Linked DNA regions of Scleropages formosus: region 2 is linked to region 1. A link is a contact called in public Hi-C data. All regions are on one chromosome and are shown on one strand. The core of a region is the stretch at or near the end of the contact, and the rest is flanking DNA. Distances in the headings are between cores, read along the strand shown. Region 1 holds the start of col6a3 (collagen, type VI, alpha 3). Region 2 holds the start of LOC108918920 (COP9 signalosome complex subunit 8).

Region 1 (5,826 bases), core at 2,403-4,902:
ATTAAAACCCATACTGAACTTACTTTGGATGGTAAGCTTTTGTAACACACCAAGAAACCAGTCAGAGCACAATGGATGACTGCTGTACTGTGGCTACAGACTGCCACCTACTGATTGAAAAGCATGTCACCAATCCACACTACTTCCTTAAACTCAACAAAGGCCATTCTATATTCAGGTAGGATTTTAAATGTAGTTTTAATTTTTTTTTATGTACATGGAGTACAGAAGTATAATTTGCTACAGTTTATGATGCTGTGTTTCAAGATCATTTATTCATGCATTTACTCTCCACTGCCATCCTCCCTTTATGAGTCATTATTTACTCTAATTTTATTTGTATTTGTTTTATATTTTATATACACACAAAGCACACTTTATTGCTACTTTCAAAGCTGCTCCCGATATAGCGACCCACTGTTCCTCCGTACTCACCCATGCCCTTCCTGCCTCCTTCCTGTCTTATCTACACATATATTTAAACAATGTTTAATCATGCTGCAAAGTAAACATTCCAAAAATTCCAAAAACAATAAGCGCTGTATACTGATGGATCATGAGGAATCCCCCCAAATATTCAAGCAAACTTTTGTTTAATTTCACTGAGTACTTTTGGTTTTCCTTTAATATATGAGCAGTTATGCACAAATCGAAGGAGTTTGATTAATGAATTTTGAAAGAAGACAACAACACCAGCAACAAAAACAATAATAATAATAATAATAATAATAATAATAATAATAATAATAAGGTCACTGAAGTTGTCCAGCATGTAAAGAATGTCCAGATTTCATCTCTCACAACACTCTAGCCAAAATGCTACACTCCCCCTGCTCTGACTGCTTGTAAAACACATCTCTTTCAGACTCATATTTCTCTTGATTTTCTGTCTGCACAGTAAGTTTAGACCGTATTTTCTCTTTAAAACACAAAATTACTCCCTGTCAGTTCTACATTCTGGTACTCAAGTAATGGGTCTTGGGAAAAACTGTGGTATTTGGACTTGCTGACGGTACTTCAAGGTTGCATTGGCTGTTTGCATCTGTAACACTCCATCTGTTTGTGAAATGCACTTTTGTTTTCTTTGAGTTGTACGTTGCTTTAGAGAAAAACGTTTGACTAAATGAATAGCCGTAAATGTTTTTCAGAATTGATTTTTGTTGTATTTGGCCTTTGTATCTAGTGTAATGTAACCTCTAATTGCATGGCAGAAAGTTTATATCTCTCAAGTATCCATTTCTCCCATTACTTTAAGTACAATTTCTGACATAAGTCATTCGGTTAAAATGCGTACATTAAGCTAAAAATTCTATAAAAAATGCTGTCTGATCCATAAAATAAGCCAATTAATTATTCCTGTAGCAGTAGCAAGCAGAGCACTTCTGTAAGTTATGAGGACCACATCATGTTTCTGAAATCTATAGGAACAAATTATGTTTTCTTTTATTATCAGTGTTCTGTGATGGTCAGTGCAGTTCTATTTCATGTGAGGAATCATTTTGCAAAGCACACAGGGAAATGTTTTAGGGCACAGGCTCCCTTTGAAAAGTCCGTCGGATTAATTTCAAAACAAACATGTGATCTAGTTTTTAACAATGAAAACAAATGATAAAGCAGATTTCTGGATATGTTGTAACATTTCTAGATATAGTATTTGATAAACTCAGTATAGCAGGGCAAAGAGAGCTTATAGTGTAGAGGTTAGAGCTGCTGCCTTTAGACCTGAAGAACCCAGGTTTTAATCCCACCTCTAGCTGTAAGTCACTTAAGCAACGTACTTACCTTAAGTTGTTCTTGCAAAGTTACCCAACTGTATGAATTGATATTTAGTTGTGAGTTGCTTTAGAGAAAAGTGTCAGCTAAATGAATGAATGTAGTATAAATGATTGTAACAAGAAGCAGTGTATTGAAAGAATACTGCTTAAACTCTCCAACAGGGGCAGTACTGGGATCGGACAAAAGTCGTTTTTCCCCTCCTTTGGCCCTCTCCCAGTTTCTGCAACATGAGATTCTTCTGCATGCAGAGGTAACATATTTGAAACATGCTATTCAGAGTCACATCCATAATAACTGAACAAATGTTGAGAGGACAAAAATAAAGAAATCAATATGAGTTTTCATATTCTATTGTACTCACAACCCTGCTCTTTACATATTTCTGCACTTTCAGTAAATGTAATAATATGCAGCTTCTATATCATGCAAGTATATTTTCCGCTCCAGCGGAGTTTAGATCAGTCAAGCATAGTGCCATTTTTCTCTCTCACAAAAATTAACTTGAACTGCAAAAGCAAGCTACTCTGAAGGGAAAATACCAGCATCAAGACAATATGCTGCAAAAAGAAACCACTGTACTTGGTTACCCACATTACTTAGTTTTTTTTTTTTTGATTGTTATCTCTGATGGACATTTTGATTATACTGCATCATCATTTAACTTTTGCTCCAGTTGCATGTCTATATATGGAGGTCTTAGCACCAACAGCCAGAGTGCTCAATGCTGCCCTCATGTGAAATAATATGTAGCTGGAATTTTAACACCAGATGCTTACTTCATATATCCATTCACTGCATGGAACCAGTGGTAAGAAGAGCACAGCTACATATAATATAATCTGTGATTTCTACAGTTTGACAGATACAATTCACAGTGGTATTCAGCATAGAAAATTTTTAATGGGTCACCTTTGGATTGTGCAATTTAATCTGCATGAACTTGTTTGAGACAGAGACTGGAAACTCCCTTCCTGGGACCTCTACCTTCACACTTTTGGTTGCAGATATAATTCCTTCACCATTACTATACTACCTTCACTTGGCATTGGGGTACAGTACGAGGAGTATCACGTTTCTCTGATTCTCCAGCGTACTCCTGCGCATAGTCAATCTAGACTTCATGTGCAGGTTATAATTCTGGGTGGGGCACTGCTCTTGTATGCTTAATCAAGGTTATTCTCCTGAAATGTCATTTTAAATGTAAACTGCATTACACAGCAATGAAAACAACTGCAAAATGTCAACATTTTCTGGGAATAGTGTCTACAACAAAGGAAAATGTATAAGCAAATACATTAAATTATCCTGACGTGTTAACCTTGTCGAAGAAAAACTTTCTGAACATTTGTACTATACAACTTTTTTGGACTTGTTACACTTTATACACGCAAACAGGAGTACCATGAGGATAAAAATGCTGATGGAATTAATTGCTGAAAAGATAAAGGCACCTTCCTCCTTCTCTCCAAATCGACTCAAATCAACATGAAAAACGAGATTAAGACGGATAATAATGCAAATTTAAGAAACGTAAATTTTCAGACATATTTTGTCAGTTTTTTTTACAATATGAGTTTCTTTAACCCTCTAAAGTGAGAACTCCATTTAGACCTCAGAGGAAAAGAACAAGATCACTTACCCTGAGCTACACTGCTGTAGTCCGCAATTTAAAACTGCAATCTAACAGCGTTGTTGCTCTGTGATCATTGTCCTGCTGGTCGTTCCGTCTTCAGTAGGGCAACCCTCTTGGGGATAGTTGTGTAGCCAGGCAGTAGATGTGGCAGAAAGGATGAGACAGTGGAAAGGGACAAGAGACCCTCCTGTGTCTCTCCAGAACTGGTGCAAGACCAGGGTAGGCGCAGGACAAACTCTTGGTCTTCCAACAATCTCCTCCCTCTCTCTCCTCCCACTCTTGATCCTGCTGAAAGAAGAAAAAAAAGGAAGGAGCCGAAATGGAAACCAGTCGTGTTTGGTCTGGACCAAGCAAAGGATGATGTCACGAACTGGAGAGGCACCTTCCTCCTTCTCTCCAACATTACCCTCCCCAACATGCTTCCTGCTTTTTGTGTGCATTTTATTGGACCTACAGAGCAGCAGGGTCCAAGAGGACGCATTTCTGCAATTTTTACCACATGGTAAAGCCCAGAACTTTCTTTGTTCACTGTTCTAAAGAGTTGCAGCCATGGCAGGTCATGCAGCAGGAGCACTGCATATGGAGAGACACCACTGAAACCAGTGGAGCCAGCTGATTATCTACCCCTTATCAATAAAGTTTGTTTAAATTTCATTACTTTTTTAACTTATGCTTTTCTCTAAAGAAACTTAAAGTGTAAAGCTATTTTCAATTATCTATCCATTTATACAGCTGGATTTTTTTTTCTTAACTGGAGCAATTTTTTAGGGTAAGTACCTTGCTCAAAGATATTACAGCTGGAGGTAAGACTCAAACATTCAACCTTTGGGTTTAAAGGAAGCAGCTCCAACTACTATGCAACTAGCTGCCCCGGTTACAACCATAAGGAGACACGGGATTATAAATGTGAACTGTAAGCAAATCAAATCATTGTACAAGAAACAAATGTTTGTATAGTTAAATAAAAGCTACATAAAAACTTCTAACACTTCTCACGTTTTGTCTTGGTGCATAAAGCAGTAGCAGTCATCTTCATTTCTTTCGCAGTAGCCCTCTTCTGCTTCTTTGCAAGATAAACAAAATGCATGCAGGGTAAGCAACGAACATGCAGTTAACCACTGTTCTTACCAGTCTATCAAAGTCTCGTTTTTACTCTTTACTGTACATCGGAGAAAAGGTATCAGTGCTGAAAATTCTGGTTGGAATGTTCCAAGCATCAGCAGCTCTTGACTTCAGCTGAAATAGAATAAGGTAAAAAGACAGCCTCTGCCAGGCTGAATACCTGAACCTGTGGAAAACCATACAGGAGAGGGGCAGGATGTGCAATAGCAAAATATTATTTTATTTTTGAAGACAGAAGCTTTTCTTACATTGGTATTATATGGGGTGCCAAGTTGTGGTGTTACACAAAGCACTGAGGACAGCTCAGCTAAACATCCCAGCTACATATTTGGTTTCAGAATCTGGCTATCTAAACACCTGGTGATCAGTTTATGGCATACTACAAGCCACTAAAAATAACTGAAAGGTACTTTAAGAATAAAAATGATGAACATTAATTCGTGCTATAATTGTTCTTGCAAGCCAAAGACATGGGGCAGCTGGTAGCCTAGGGGTTAGTGATGGTGCCTTTGGACCCACAGGTTTGAATCTCACCTCTGGCTGTAGTACCCTTGAGCAAGGTGCTTACCCTGAATTGCTCTGGTTAAACTTACCCAACTGTACAAATGGGTAATTAATTGTAGGTAGATTAAGACTGTAAGTTGCTTTGGATGGAAGTGTCAGCTAAATGAATGAATGTGAATATTTATGAAGATGTCCTTTAAAAAATCAATCTCCATCACACACACACACACACACACACACACACTTTCTGAACCGCTTGTCCCATACGGGGTCGCACGGAACCAGAGCCTAACCCGGCAACTCAGGGCATAAGGCTGGAGGGGAAGGGGACACACCCAGGACAGGACGCCAGTCTGTCGCAAGGCACCCCAAGTGGGACTCGAACCCCAAACCCACCCAAGACCCAGTCCAACCCATTGCGCCACTGCGCCACCGCACCCCCCGATCTCCATCAGTTAAGTAAAATATCTGAAATTTTATCTCAACATAAAGCCTCTAACTGCCTTTACATGATTAATATGGAATTGCTACATAACAGCCATTGTGGACAATAGAACCACATTCACATTTACGGTACATAACCTTTCAATGACACTATTCATGACCCAGTACCATGACCAGCCGACAGGGGGCACTGTTACTATCACAGCAATCATGATAAGAGTCCTGGCCCTGCTGTTGAAAGCATATCTTCACTGTTAGCATCATGAAGTCTAAACAGTTTGAGGAATTGTAGGAGGGATGCTTGATGATACTTTTATAAACCTAAGCTAATATAAGAACAATCTGTA
Region 2 (5,826 bases), core at 836-3,335, 150 kb before region 1:
AGACACTAAGTGTGTAACGGGGGGTGGCACGGTGGTGCAGTGGGTTGAACCAGATCCTGCTCTCCAGTGGGTCTGGGGTTCAAGTCTCACTTGGGGTGCCTTGTGATGGACTGGCATCCTGTCCTGGGTGTGTCCTCTGGCCCTATGCCCTGTGCTGCTGGGTTAGGCTCTGTCTCCCCATGACCCTGTGTGGGACAAGTTGTTCAGATGGTGTGTGTGTGTGTGTGTGTGTGTGTGTGTAATGGTACAGGGTGTTGTACAGAGAAAATTTCCATTGTGGCAGTAAAATGACCACTTAATGGGCAAAAATAATGTTTCACTGGACAACAAGGCCAAATGCAGTAATATTTTCAGAAGGGGGTGTTGTGGACTTTTGTTGGGTAGGACCCCACTGTGTGAAGGATAAGTGTGCTTGGTCACTGCTGCACCTGGATATATGCCATTGTCAGACTGCATTCATAGAGCTATTGGGGTGATTTGAATTTGTGCAGCCAACTGTGCCTGGAGCATAAAGGGAGTGATATACTATAACACTTGGGGTGTAATGGCACAGTGGGTTCAACCGGGTCCTGCTCACTGGTGGGTCTGGGGTTCAAGTCCCACTTGGGGTGCCTTGCGATGGACTGGCGTCCCAGCCTGGGTGTGTCCCCTCCCAGCCTCATGCCCTGTGCTGCCAGGATAGGCTCTGGCTCCTCATGACCCTGCATGGGACAAGCGGTTTCAGATGATGTGTGATGTATGCTATAACACTTCAAATATGACAAAAGAGAAGATTTATTTACATATACGACCCCGGGAATCACCGGTGATCAGTTTGAGGTGTAACGTCAGGATAATTTTAACAGTATTACCACCAGCATGTGCCCCATGCCCCCTTATCTCTCTTCATAGACACACCAGTTTCTAAACATATTTTACATTTATTTATGTAGCTGATGTTTTTCTCTAAAGTGACTTACAATGTTAAGACACTTATAATTGTTTACCCATTTTATACAGCTTGGTATTTTTTTTTATCCAAATTGAATTGTTCATGAGGAACAACAAGGACAAGAAGGACCTGGTATCATGGCATGCAACCCTGGACTAATTCCTGGCCTAAACACTCTCTTCTTACTATTCAATTAATTATGACCTTATTTTTTTACTGTAACGTTACCCAATGCGTTCATGCAATCTGACTTACAACCATAGCAAATGGGATTTAAATGATTTACGTATTTATCCGGCAGGGCATTCTCATAATTTATCTTTGTATGTATGTTACTCAGGGGCAGTACAACAGGACCAGGATTCAGGAACCTTTAAAATGCAAATCAGCTCTAACTACTACAACACCTCTGTTGCATCATATCATACGAGGATGACTTCTGAATTGTGGCATTATTAATGACACATAGAAGGACACAAATTGATGGAACTACAAAAGGTGACTTTCATGTTGGTTTAAAAATATTACACAAGTACCATGCGCCCTCTACTGGAGAGCACGATGAAGTGACTTTTCCACGACGTCGGAAAGCGCGAGACCGTAGTAAACATCCGGTTAAAAACATCCCTTCAAGTGTCTCTTATACATGTATTATGTTGGTAATAATTGCGTTTAGATTTCTATGTTAAGATTCTAAAACAGAATTATTTTCTACAGTATTCGCCAATGCGTAGTAAATTCTTAGAAATTTCTGCTCGGAACGTAGGTTTAATTGACCTACACAGCCTAAAATAGCCCAGTGTGTCAGCTATTGACAGACTCTGTCACAGAGGCATGTCATTGTCATTCTTTATTTTGAATGATTAATACAGCACGTAATATGTACCTGACAAGAATTTTAACATATCCGGACCGTTGGCATTGTCAGTAATAACCGTTTATCCCGAGGCGGGTCGCGGCGAGCAGGAGCCGACCGGCAACACAGGTGCAAGGCCGAAAGGAAAGGGACACACCTATCATTTTGGTAAAATGTGTAATTAATTTCCTGAATTAATTAGTAATGGTCGGTTTTGTACACATCAAGCCGAATTCGCGTGCTTTGTCTGAAAAGAAAAATCTGTATTTATTTCTTTTGTATTTTTAATTTCACTTATAAAGGCTCTCCTGAAGGCATGTAGAATAACATTAATACAGGAAGAACAAAGTCGTTCCGTGCTGAAGATGTGTGGTTTTAAAGACCGCAAACTAGTTCCATCGGAACGATACGGCTCTGTGCGCAACTCTCCCAGTGCGCATGCGTCACCTTCTGCGGTATTTTCCGCCTGAGCTCATCGCACAGCGCCCCCTGCTAGGCGCCTCGCTCTCCGCTTCTAAACTGCATTAATTACCACCTATTGGCCGGAACCTGTCTGGTCAGTTCCGGAAGAGGAAGTTGCGTCGTCTGATGACGTTCTTTTTTCGAATGAGCTACTCAAGATGCCAGCGGCAGTGATGACGAGTGAAAACTACAACAAACTGCTGGAACAGTGCGAGACACAGGAGCTGGAGGTAAACCGGCTGGAGGCTTCTGGGTTCCGTGGACCAGCATATATTTTAGTGGCCGCAGGGACCGGTCCGTCGGAGCCCGCAAGTTCCGTCGGCTCCGTGATCATCATGTCATGAGGAGCATGACTCGCTGTTCGCGCGTGTATTAGCTAGTCATTATTATCATGAGTTTAATGCTTTCAGCTGAGAAACAGGACTTTCCATGTCGCACGTCTTCGTCGAGAGTTACAGCTCAGTCGAGTTGCATGTGAGCCGGTGACAGGCTTCCAGCTCGCACTCACGAGTCAGTCACTGTGTGCAAACAACATGATCGCGAACATTCTTCTAGATTCATTTTCTCACACATGTCCTAAGTTAGTTGGTCTGTCACTCTCAGTCTGAAGTCGTAACCTGACTGCTAAGCTCCTCAGCTCGGTGACATATTATGATCATTGTGTTTTTCATATTGAGCAGCTGGTAGTTAGACCGACTGCCTAGTTTGACCCCCGCACAGGTTCGAGCTTCACCTCCAGCTGTAGTACCCTTGAGCAAGGTACTTACCCTGAATTCAGAATTGCTCCAGTAGAAATTACCCTGCAGCTGTATATAAAATGGATAAATAATTGTAACTTTGCTTTGGCTTTGCTTGGATAAAAGTGTCAGCTAAATGAATAAATGTAAATAAATGAGCTCCAAATGGCTAATTTTTAGTGCAAAGAAATGCAGAGTGGTGCCTAGTTTAGTAAGGCTTTAGCTAGGGAGCATGCACAGTCTGATGTGGTTTCCTCTGCACCACCAGGCTCCAGGAGGAGTTGCAACCCCCCAGGTTTATGGCCAGTTGTTGGCCCTCTACCTCCTGCACAATGACATGTAAGTTCCCACATCCCCTTTCTGTGTGTCACACTTGATTGGTCCAGCAGTTGTTGGTGTAGTGTTTAGCTGAAAAATGGATGCATCAGTGTGAATTTCTTCAGTATGGTACTATGTCACCTTGGACTAATGTATCAGTTAAGTAGAGGTTAATGAATGGTGGTGGTAATAATAATCTAAATGTACGAAGTCATTGCCAAGGGGAAAAAATGAAGCTACTCACTTATGTACCAAGAGTGCTTTTACTGGAACAGTTCAGGCTAAGTACCTTGATAAAGGGTACAGCAGTAGAAGCGGGAGTTCGAACCCAAGAAATTCAGCACGCAACGTGACACTAAGCACAATGCTGTCTGCTGTGTCCTTGTTGTGCTATTGTCCTTGTATGTACCATGAAAGCTGTTGGCACATTAAAATGTTGGACACTTGGTTTTGTTTCTCCACTTCATGAACAGGAATGTGTGAAACTAAGAGAAAACTGAAAAGAATAAAGTTGCTCTTCAATTCACGATTAGGACTGGTGTTTGTAACACAACTTTTTCATAAATGTAAAGTCCCTTTTACAGCTAAATCAGAAAGATCAGAATCCCAAAAGTTGAATGTGCGGCCTTTTTCTCCATTTACTCATTTATCAAACACTTTTCTCCAAAGCGACGCACATCTCATAGAAAAGCAATGTGTGGGTTTTCTCTGGGTGCTCTGGTTTCCTCCCACAGTGCAAAGCCATGCAGTTAAGGTGAACTGGTGTCTCTAAATTCCCCCAAATCTGTGAGTGGGTGAGTAATTGTGTGTGTGGCTATTCTGCAATGGACTGCAGGGTGTATCTCCCCTTCAGACTTGCACCCAGTGCTTTCAGGATTGGCTCTGGAACCCTCGCAAGCATCAGATACAGATGATAACTGAGAAAGCGACTTGAACTAAGGCACTCCCATACTCCTGTTCAATGCTTTTTTTTTTTAGTGCCAGCTAATGGCTGGAGGAGGAAATGTAGACTTTGCTGAGTAATAGACAATTTCAGAGAATAGATCAGTGAAGACAATGCAACTGGAACAATTTTTCCAGAATATTTGTATTAAAAAATGCATGACTCAAATGGTTGTAACACAAGGAGGCAAAATATTCAACAAGAATCTAGGTATAGTAAATTCTGTGTTCATAGCTAGTCCCCCTCATACTCGATAGGACTGCCTTTGACAGCAGTTACAGCTGAGAGTCTCTCTGAGTAAGTTTTATCAGCGTTGCATGTCTTGACACTGGAATTTTTGCCTAATCTTATTGGCAACATTGTTTCAGTTCCATCAAGTTCTATGGGGACATCTGTGAACAACTATTTTTAATTTGTTCCACTGATGTTCAGTTGGATTGAGGTCTGGACTTTGACTGGATCAGTGGACCAGTTCAGGATTGGACCATTATTTTGTTTTTTTTTTTGCTATTCCAGTGTGGCTTTTGCTGCATGTTTTGGATCATCATCCTATAGAAAGACAACTCATGTCACAAATACCAGTGCTCTTGTGGATTGCAGCATGTTTCCCTCCGGTATTTTTCTGTACTTAGCTCCATCAGTTTTTCCTGCTATCTTTTGACTTTTTTTTTTTTTTAGTCCCTGCCACAGAGAAGTATCCCCACAGCACGATGCTACCACCACTATGCTTCGCTGTGGGAATGGTGCTTTCAGTTTGATGTGTTGTGTTAGGTTTGCACCAGACATAGCTCTAGGCCCGAAAATAGTTTTCTCTCCCAGCCACAAGTCTCTCACATTCCTTTGGGTAAACTCCAGCCAAAACGTAATACAAGTTTTTAAACTTTATTTTAAATAGAAGCTTACTTCCTGGAGGGTTCAGAAAATTTATCTGTAATATATGGTACTTGTCAGAAGTCTTGAGTATACTTTTCAGGAACTAGCTTTTACTGCTAGGTAGTCTTTTATTTTGAGGAGGAATTTGGCTGAGGTATTCCCAGATCTTCTGCAGCTATTTCCTCAAATTTAGGGCACTGATTGGTTGCCTTGAGTAAACTTTTCTGAGTAGTTCATCCTATAAAAGCTGTATTCAAATTTTTGACCAGGATCCTTATTTAAATTTAATATTGTATACTAAGGGTGTTGTTGGGGATGTTCAGTTTTTTTTTTTTTTTTTTTTTTTTAAAAATATAAAAAAACTGGTCTTATTCTTTACAGGAATAATGCCCGATACTTATGGAAAAGGATTCCACAGGCAATAAAGAGTGTAAGTATACTGACTCGTCAGTTTAAAAGCACTAGGGCCAGAGCACTTTCTTATACATTTTCTTGATGTATTTTTTTGTTACATTAAAATTAAAACTAATTTAAAATTACTTTGAAATATTGTCTCCACAAACTACAATTTTAATTCTTGATCAGTCCATCCCAAAACCTTTGCAAGGTTTGTGACAATTTAACTTTTTTATACATTAAATCTCCACTTCCGTCAAACTTTAAGAGTGCATCTTTTACTATTATAACAATTGCCAGCATTTGTGAA

Evidence for each region. Hi-C and Micro-C count contacts between places; a contact is called where the count stands out from the background.
Region 2: a contact with region 1 is called in a Hi-C map of muscle, with 2.5 times the contacts expected there. The contact joins the promoter of LOC108918920 here to the promoter of col6a3 in region 1. A contact is called at or near these places in 2 of 2 Hi-C or Micro-C datasets (both in muscle).

Annotation. Positions count from the first base shown.
Region 1 is chr24:11,408,196-11,414,021 of fSclFor1.1, reverse strand. col6a3 (collagen, type VI, alpha 3) reads right to left here and starts at 3,652. Exons shown (of 44, transcript XM_029248605.1): 1 at 3,416-3,652.
Region 2 is chr24:11,560,622-11,566,447 of fSclFor1.1, reverse strand. LOC108918920 (COP9 signalosome complex subunit 8) reads left to right here and starts at 2,085. Exons shown (of 7, transcript XM_018726558.2): 1 at 2,085-2,479; 2 at 3,255-3,325; 3 at 5,502-5,550. The coding sequence starts at 2,408.